Linked DNA regions of Rattus norvegicus: region 1 is linked to region 2. The links are chromatin contacts, called in public Hi-C maps. All regions are on one chromosome and are shown on one strand. The core of a region is the stretch at or near the end of the contact, and the rest is flanking DNA. Distances in the headings are between cores, read along the strand shown.

Evidence for each region. A called contact is a pair of places that touch in the nucleus more often than the background predicts.
Region 1: a contact with region 2 is called in a Hi-C map of liver, with 3 times the contacts expected there. The contact joins two enhancer-like sites. A contact is called at or near these places in 11 of 12 Hi-C or Micro-C datasets (the A7r5 cell line, the Rat2 cell line, Schwann cells and 6 more) and 1 of 1 datasets of contacts at active chromatin or transcription factors (oligodendrocytes).

What each region holds. Positions count from the first base shown.
Region 1 is chr18:63,150,941-63,155,826 of GRCr8, reverse strand. LOC134483046 (a long non-coding RNA gene) reads right to left here. Exons shown (of 3, transcript XR_010059876.1): 2 at 2,359-2,494; 3 at 1,911-2,169. Among named protein-coding and RNA genes, the nearest start is that of Cidea, 11 kb to the left of the region's middle. Within about 2 kb of position 2,331, at least 8 of the 93 cell types and tissues checked have an H3K27ac peak or open chromatin away from gene starts, as enhancers often do. A contact at or near this core is called in hepatocytes, kidney and liver, where this site is marked.
Region 2 is chr18:63,090,311-63,094,983 of GRCr8, reverse strand. No RefSeq gene overlaps it. Among named protein-coding and RNA genes, the nearest start is that of Impa2, 11 kb to the left of the region's middle. Within about 2 kb of position 2,658, at least 31 of the 93 cell types and tissues checked have an H3K27ac peak or open chromatin away from gene starts, as enhancers often do. A contact at or near this core is called in hepatocytes, kidney and liver, where this site is marked.

The DNA of each region.
Region 1 (4,886 bases), core at 1,082-3,581, 61 kb before region 2:
CCTCCCATTTGAACATTGGCAATTTCCCATTGGTCCACAGTATAAGAAGTGCTGTGTGTTGAGCACTGCCCATGGCTGGTGATGTTGGTGTGGAAAGGTTGTGGAACCTTTAGCAGGTGGAGCCTCACTGGAGGAAGTGTGTCACTGGGGTCAAACCTGAGCGTCAGTAGTCTGGTCTGGCTTTCTTTCTGCTCTCTGCTCTCTGACTCCAGAGGCAATATGACCTGCCACCCCCTGCTTCTGGCACGGTGTCTACCTACCACAGCACATTGTGTTTCCCAGACTAGGAGCCAAAGGCAACACTCCCTTAGGTGAAATCTTGTCAGACATTTGGTTGCAGCAGAGAGCAAAGCAACTAATACAATGCTCACCTACAACCCAACTGATCAGAGAAATGAAAGCCAAACCATAACAAGGTACGATTCCACTCACACTCACTGGGAGAACTTCTTCTTCTTCTTCTTCTTCTTCTTCTTCTTCTTCTTCTTCTTCTTCTTCTTCTTCTTCTTCTTCTTCTTCTTCTTCTCCTCCTCCTCCTCCTCCTCCTCCTCCTCCTCCTCCTCTTCCTCCACCTCCTCCTTCTCCTTCTCCTTCTCCTGCTTCTGCTTCTTCTGCTTCTGCTTCTTCCTCCTCCTCCCTCCTCCTCCTCTTCCTCCTCTTCCTCCTCCTCCTCCTCCTCCTCCTCCTCCTCCTCCTCCTCCTCCTCCTCCAAGTACTGGTGAATATGTGAATAAACTGGAACTCATATCCCGCTGCTGATGGGAAGGGAGGTGACATAGTTGTCTGGAGCAAGGTGTGTCTGTTCTTCAAAACAGGTATGGTTGAGATGGGGCAGAGCTCACTGTCACATGTGGGGCTGTGGGTTCAAGCCCCACAACATCTCCAAAACATTGCAGCAGACACTCAGACAAATACTTGTGTACTCACGATCATTGTTTAATGTTTATATATTCACAACAGCCAAGAGGCAGAAGCAACTCACATGTCCATCAAGAGAATGCATGAGCAGAAGGTGCTGTGTACATTCAGTAGTTAACCTTCAAAAGGCAACATCAGGGGCTGGAAAGATGGCTCAGTGGTGGGGAGTATTTACTGCTCTTATAGAAGATCAGGGTTCAGGGTCCGGATCTCATACTGGATGACTCACAACCACCTGTAACTCTAGTTCCAGGGGAACTGATGGTCTCTGGGTTCTGAAGGCACCCACACTTATGAGTGTCTATGAGAGAGAGAGAGAGAGAGAGAGAGAGAGATGTCTATGTATGTTAGACATGAGTGTGCATATGTGTGTGAGATGTGTGCATGCATATGTACATGTACACATATGTGTACACACATGAGTGTATATGTGTGCGCACACGTGCATGTATGTGTGAGAGGTACATGTATGCATGTTTGAATATGTATGTGTGTGAGAGACAGATATGTGCACGTGTGTTTCTGTATGTGTTTGCATGTTTGAGAGAGATGTGTATGTGCATGTGTGTGTATGTATGTGTATGTGAGGGAGAAATGTGTGTGTGTGTGACAGAGAGAAAGAGATGTATGTGTGCATAAGTGTGTATGTATGTGAACATGCATGCACATATATGTATGTGTGTGCATAATTTTAAAGAAGCAAGCCAAAAAACCGATCTAAACTTTCTATAGAAAAGAACCAAGCCAGGCAATCTTGAAAAAGGGCAGCGTGGAAGGACTCCCTCCTCCTAATTTCCAGCAAAAGCAGCAGTGCTTGTGTGGTATTGGTGAGATAAACAGATGTGGGTCAAAAGGAAGCTGCGAGTTCAGAGTTAGAGCCACGCATTGACTTTCAGTAGAACAAGGACGGGGAGGGCAGGGATCAGGCCCTGCAGCAAGGGGCTCTAGAACAAGGCCTCCTGTCTGAAGATGAACTTTGACCCATACTTGTATAGAGTGAATTTCTGTATTTACATCTTTATTTTTGAATTTAATCTTTTCGGTAGAGGCAGGCGTGGAGACAGGACTCATTCACGTGCCACAGTGCACTTGTGGAGGTCAGAGGACAACTTGTGGGTCTTAGAACTTTCTTTCACCACGTGGCTCCTGGAGGTGGAACTCGGGTCCTCAGGCTTGGTGGCACGTGGTGTTACCTGCTGAGCCATCTTGCATGCTGACCGTGTGCGACGTGACTCGCATTGAACCATGGATCTAAATGCACAACAAAAAACTACGTTTTAGAAGCTTAAGAGGGAGGCTCCTTTGCTTTGTTTCTGTATTCAAGACCAAGTCCGTGTGCCCAGCGCAGGCCTGAAGCTTGACCCTTGCACACACAGCAGAGTTGTTTTGTAACGACAAATCTTACTATGAAGCCAGGCTTGGCTCACTCAGTCCGCTTACCTCAGCCTCCTGACAGGCTAACACCAACACAGCTGCCTGATCTTCTATCTACCATTTCAGCGCCAGCACCGGAAGTCAGAGCTCACACGTTAGCCAAGCGCCAGACTGCAGCTACCTCCCAGAGCTAACAGGAAAGCTAAAGAAAAAAAAATCTTAGTTTAGAAGGAAAATTCTTAGCTCTACCTAAACGTAAAGTCATAGTTCATGGAAGGAAAAAAGGAGGTAGGACTCCAAGACTCAGTTGCTCGCCTTCCAAGAAGAAAAGGAAGGCAGGCTGTAACTTTAATTTTTTTTCAAAACCTGTTTTTAATGGCGGCTCTTAAACGCTTTAACCTCCCTTATAGCCCACCACCCACCAGAGGTAGTGAAAAAGAAGGAACACAGGGGAAGTGGACCTGTTTAGAAAGGTTCTTTGGAGCAACTCCCATGTGTGTTGTCTGGAAATCGGCAGCTCGTTTCACAGGTTATCAGAGGCAGTTTGGTCCACCTCACGGAAATACTGGATCAGCAGCAGTGGCATGATCTAGCAGGGACAGTCAGGCCTCAGCCTCAGCTTGAGTCAGCAGGGGGGACCGGGAGGAACGCCAAGAGAAGCTCTCAGCTGTGCCTCTCTCAGAGAAGGAAGATCAGTGAAGACATGAGACCCACTATTGTTGCATAGCTAGCTCTCTAAGCAAGCCTAGCTTAGTCCCTGTCACTATCTGTTGAGTCCTATTTATACCCTCCAAACATCACACGTCCTCCACGGGCCTTGCCTCAGCTGACATCACTCTGCCCATCAGGTCAAGTCTGCAGAAGTGGTAAGAAACTGCAGCACACCTACTAGAAGTTTTCTGGTGATTTTTCTCTCTATGGAGTCCAGACAAATGCAGCTCAACTACACAAAGTAAGGCGGACTGATACATGTGTGTTCTTAGAAAAGAATCTTTCATCTGTGTCCTTTCACATGCGTGCTTTAGCAGAACATCCTTTCTCCTGTGTCTTCTTCAGCTAAATGTTCCTTCATGAGTCTGCCTTAGTCTTTCACCTGTATCCACCTCAGTTAAACGTCACTTCGTGTGTTTGCCCCAAAGAACCCTTAAGTTTCCACTTCAACAGGCGATGGACCTGAAGCAAATGCACAAACCCACAGACCTGCTATTCTGATTTCTGTGCATCATGTGCAAAGACGTCTCTAATTCTGTGCTGAGGAGTGAGCAACAAGGCAAAGGTAGGAGGTTATGAACACGCATTTCACTAAGGAAGATGGTTCACGTGCAGATCAGAGCTCGGAGTGGTGACTAACAATAGTCCTTGGGGGAATACAGGCTAAAACAGCAGGGAGATAGCCCCGTTAGCTGTTAGCTGTGTAAAACGAAAAGCTGAAGTCCTGACAACCCCAAGTGTTGACAAGGAAGCAGCACACCGAGGTTCTCTGGAAAGCTAAAGTCTTGACAATCCCAAGTGCTGACAAGGAAGCAGCACACTGAGGTTCTCAGAGTGGCCAAGGAGGATGTGTGGGGCATGTGGAGGTCAACCTTGTGAAGGACAAAGTGTGATGGAGGGCTGAGGTGCCACAGGCTCCTGAGTCTCCTTGAAGAATCCTGATCTGCGGGAGATGGGATTATTAAAACACCGGTGAGACAGCAAAAAGGACCGGAGGCCAGGGCGATGGCTGCTTCCTCCCCTCCCCCAACAAGGAAGCCCTGACAGGTGACTATACTCCCCCCACTACTTCTGAGTTACCTCACCAGGTAGGGTTTTCATTGGAGCACCATGATAGTATGGTGAGACATGATTGGCAGAGGATTTAGAGACTTGGGATTGGCTCAAACACTGTATGTGCTGCACAATAAGCTGCACCCTAATGCTGGTCTCTGGAGTCTCATTTCTGGGGATTTGTCATGTGACTCTGTCACCTCTCACCTCTCACCTTAGTCGTTTCCCACAGGAATGCAAATTGGACCACAGTGTCTCTGTTTCTTATAAAAGTTAAACAGTCCTTCAACCACAATCCAGCAATCCCACTTTCCAGTATTTAAGTAAACAAAAAACCCTCAGCTTTCCTCAAAATCTTTAAGTGAATATTTATAGAGAAAGGTGTGTTACCTGGGGAAGGATAGACAGCTTAGCATATGTAGGGAATGGAGTGTTTGGTGGGAAACATGAACTGCGGATACGGGAAACTCCACAGATGAACCTCGGATGTGTTACTGCAGGTGCAGGAAGCCAGAGTCAAACGACCATGTGCTGTGTGAGCCCAACTCCATCAGGTTCTGGAACATCTGGGAACAGATCTTCCCTGGGGCTGGAAGGCAGTGGCCCTGGGGCTGGAGGGGCGGGGGGGGGCTCCCTGGGGGCACACATGGGCTCTGGGGATGAGGGGCTTGTTGTTTATTTCGATTGAAGTAGAAGTCGCAGAACGGTGTTGTCAAAATTTGAGGTGAACATGAGGCAAATACATATTTAACTTTAAAAATGTATTTACTTATTCGTGTGGGTCTGTCTGTCTGTCTATCTTTCTGTGTTTGCCACTGTGTGCATGCTGA
Region 2 (4,673 bases), core at 1,409-3,908:
ACCTCCAGAAGATGGGGATGAGAGTGGGGAAGTGGGATAGGGTGGATGAGTCTGTCATAAACAGAGCAGCCTGTCCAGCGTGCAGCACCCCTGCTGTTGGCAAGGCCTGCACAGCTCCACACTGAGACTGAGGACCTAAAAGAAACCACTGACTGGCTAGCACATCAGTTACTGCAGAAAGCACTATGAAGAAAGCCATTGATACAAAGTGGCAAAGGCCAAGAGGCTCCAAAGCACTTGCCTAGGACCTCAGCAAGTACACAGTCACCCAACAACCCCAGAAGATCGCTACTGTTACACACATTGTACAGAGAAGACCTGAGCATAAGTAACTTGCTGGGTAATTTGTTGCCATGTGACATGTGTGAATAAACAGGGCGGTTTAAACATGAGCAAATTCTTGAGTCCACATTCAATATTGAAAAGTGTGGGCTGGGCTGGGAATGTAAGAGGGAGAGCAGAGGATCATGGGAGGGAGACTAACTGGCTTGGCTGTATTGGCCTAACACACACAAAACTGAGGTTTCTGCCTCCAGCACCACAAAAGCCAGGCATGGTGGCCTCCAGAACTTGAGGTGACAGTCTGTTCTCTAACCTCCTCCCCAAAGAGCTGACCCTTGGTAAAGGAGCCCAGACAAATTGACACAGTCACTGATTCTGTCACTTCTCTATCTTCCTAGTGACCTACCATTCTAATGTCACCAACCACCATGAAACAACCTCTCTCACAGAGCAGACAGTAAGGCCATGGGGTGCCTGTCACCCCGAGTGGCTTCATGACACATTCACCGAACCACTGCCTGCACAGAGGCAGACGTGACGTACGCCAGCTCAGGGCACCCTACAGCACAGCACTGAGAAACTGAGTTGGCACAGGTTGGGTGATGGTATTCCTGACTGCTCTGGTAAGGTCGCATCCAAAGGGCTGTAATGTAAGTCTCTGTCGCTGGTGAGCCTGCCAACTATTGGACTATGCCTGTGTAAATCCCGCAGCGCTGCCCATGTAACCAACACTGCAACCCAGAGCTTGGGCTGGGCCCATTAAAAACAAGGGCTGGCCCGGGAAGCCACTCAATGGTCTGCTTAGCAGAGGTGAAGACCTGGGCTCAATGACCAGGACCACCAGTAACAAAAGGCCAAAGGTCTGACTTACATTTCCCTTATGTTTCCCTGAAAGGACCACCACTGGATACCGATAGCTGTCAAACATTGTGCTAAATGGCATGGTACTTATGAAATGGGAGGGTGTGTGCGAGGTCACGGGACAGCTTTGTGGACTCTTTCCCCTACTTTTATGTGGGTACCAAGGATTGTGCTCTGGCTGTCATGCTTGCATCCCAAGCACCTCCATTTACCAAGCCATTTTCCTGCCTCTAGATTGTTAAATGTCATGTGTCCTTTGTTTCCTGTAACTAACGTAAGAACCATTGATAAATCCAGTGCCATGAAAGTTTTGTGCTTTTTTTTTCCTTCTAATAGTCAAAGTCTTAGGTCTTTGATTTGAGTTAATTTTTCATATAGTTAAGTAAGGAATTTACATAGTTACATAAGGGGGTGAATATGATAAAATACATTTTATATATGTGTGAAATTGTCAAAGAATTAATAAAATGCTATAATAATTTTTACTTCGTTATTCATTTAGTGTGTGTGTGTGTGTGTGTGTGTGTCCGTGTGTTGGAGAGTAGGTCAGAGAATAAATTTTGGGTGTTAGTTCTTCCTATTACATAGGGCCTGGAGATTGAACTCTGGCCTTGGCGACTTGGTGACTTGGCGACAAATACCTTCAGGAGCTGCGTCTTTCTGTCCTGAACAGGGCGCTATAACTGTGTGAGAGGTGGGAGCGGCTTCTCAGGGCCTGTGGGGAGGTGAGCAACAGCCAGGGACCTGCTGCTTCAGTTTGGGGATTTTTCAGGAGCAGTTTAAAAATAGCCCGGCGAAAGCATGGGGAGCTCTAGAAAAGGCCGTCTGGTGAGTGTCGAGTGCGTGTTCAAGTTCAAGCGTGAGAACTGAGCGAACAGGTCCCCAAATGGCCAGGCTACCTCATCGGCTGCCAACCAGGTCATTACAAGTAGGGCAAAGGTCTCAAGAAGTGCTGCGCCCTGCCGCTTGGCTCCAGGCTCCTTGTCAGTGTCCAACCAGGGGCTTTCCTAGAGACACCAGAGGCTGGATTTACAATCAGGTGATTTGGCCCTGCGTCACCCTCTGGTTTTCCTCCAGGCACTAGCGCCAAGGGTGGGGAGTGGGGAGGCTACTTAACCCCCAGCCACCGGATGCTGACCCTCAGATAACGTATTCACAGAGACCGTCCGTCTTCAGCCCCTGGGCTGCGCTTCTTTGGGGGCCTGAGGAGGTGGGGAGAGGGGCCATCCATCCCTCTCTGGTGTTTACTTGAGGATCCCGTGCGCTAGCTGGGTCAGACAGCAGAGCCGCCATGCTATCACGGCTCTGTTCACACATCCTCGGCCCACCGCCCGTACTATTCCTGACAGCCGGCTCCTGCCACAGCCGCTGCCTCTCCCTTTGCCAGGGTATCCTTTATCCCCGCTCTTCATTTTTCATTTGAGCTTCACGTAAACAACCAGCTCCAGTCAACTCAAGCTATTGGCTACACGCACACGTCTTTCTCCGCCAGCACCAGCCCATTCCCCTGCCTCAGCGCCACCAGGTGTCCGTGGTGGGGAACAACAGCTCTAGAAGCGGGAGGGAAGACAAGCTAGGTTCCCCCTGTCATCCAAGCTTTCTGTTGTGACCTGCAGCGCCGCCTCCTCCTGTCCCAGGAGCTGGAGTCTCCTTGGCGGTTTTTCCAATACTAGCAGAACCTGCCTCAGTCTACCACAACAGTGGCCTTGTCTTCACACTTACATGACGCTTTAGTAGTCCCAACTGTTTTCCTTTCGTTTCACATCTGGCAGTGTGGTAGGAACATCTTTTTAATTTTTAAAGTTCTACATGGTGTGGTTTCTCCCCTTTTTGAACCGCGACTATAGAAACACTTGATATTCCCTTAAAAAAAAAAAAAAACAACAACTCAGCTTCTTTGACTCAATTAGTGAGACTCTGATACTACTTTATTAACTATGATTCATTAATATTCATGACCATTTTGTACTCCACTACACTCTTTTTTAAAAGATATTTACTTATTTATTTTTCATGTATATGTGTACACTGTCGCTGTCTTCAGACACACCAGAACAGGGCATCGGATCCCATTACAGATGGTTGTGAGCCACCATGTGGTTGCTGGGATTTGAACTCAGGACCTCTGGAAGAGCAGCCTGTGCTCTTAGCCGCTGAGGCATCTCTCCGGTCCCTTCACTACACTCTTTATCTATATATGTACTGTGGGTAAGCAGTGCTCCAAATACATGCATTGCTGCTTCAAATACTTTTGCACATCAATTTTTTTTTTTCTGGAGCTGAGGACCGAACCCAGGGCCTTGTGCTTGCTAGGCAAGCGCTCTACCACTGAGCTAAATCCCCAACCCCTTGCACATCAATTTTGGTGCACAGATGTGTGCATTTGTAGGTGCGCCTTTGGATTTATTTATTTATTTATTTATTTATTTATTTATTTATTTATTTATTTATTTATTTATTTGAGACAGGGTTTCCTGGGCTAGCTTTGTAGATCAGGCAGGCCCGGAACTCCCAAAGATCCACCTGCCTCTGCCTCCCGAGGGCTGGAATTAAAGGCCTTGAAGAGGAATTTTTATGTCACAGTGCAGGTTTCTAGCTGACTGTAGTCGGTCATATCACATGGCTCCCCAGAGTGGGTGTAACCGTTAGACCCCACCAGCTGCAACTGAGCTCCTGCCCCCCACATGCTAAGCTTTTATGATTGAGCTTGTGTGGCAGAAGTTTATGGTCTAAGTTCTGAACGTCTGTGCATTAAACTAGCTCCATTTCTTTGTTGTGGCCCGAACTCTTTAAGATCAAAGTTTGATGGAACAGGGAGGCGGTTAGAGAAATGGGAGAGGAATAGATTCTCGAAGAAGTAGCTTAAAACTTTAAAACTCCGGCTGGAGAGATGGCTCAGCGGTTAAGAGCGCTGACTGCTCTTCCAGAGGTCCTGAGTTCAATTCCCAGCACCCACATGGTGGCTCACAACCATCTGTAAAGAGATCCGATGCCCTCTTCTGGTGTGTCTGAAGACAGCGACAGTGGACTCACATAAAATAAAAACTTAAAAAAAAGCTTTCGAATACTAATATTTCAGCCAGCGACCCTCATCTACACCTCACTGTTTAGTTAAAAGGGAGCCGGAACGGAAGTGTGGGCTGTAAGACTCTGGTTAGGTGAACCAGCATCAGGAACCTGGCCACAAAGCCGCAGGTGAATGGATTAGGCAAGCCGTGGGCATCAATCAACTCCTGATCCAAAGAGAGCAAAGCTAAAAGGTAGCTATCACCTGTTTCAAAACCTTCAGCAGAGTGACTGCAGAGTGAAAATCATCAGATTCTTTTCCCCCAATGTCATCCTGGGCAAAATGGCTTCTCTGGTGTTATTGTTTGCTTAAACAAGACAACTGCACTTTATTAATTGCCTGGTATTTAGGGCCCAAGAGAAGAAAAGGTGCTTACGTTATAAGCATGAATCTAAGTCCTTTTGGGGTAGGCAGACTGTGGCAAATGCATCAGGATTGACATATGAGGGGGCTCAGCCCTTAA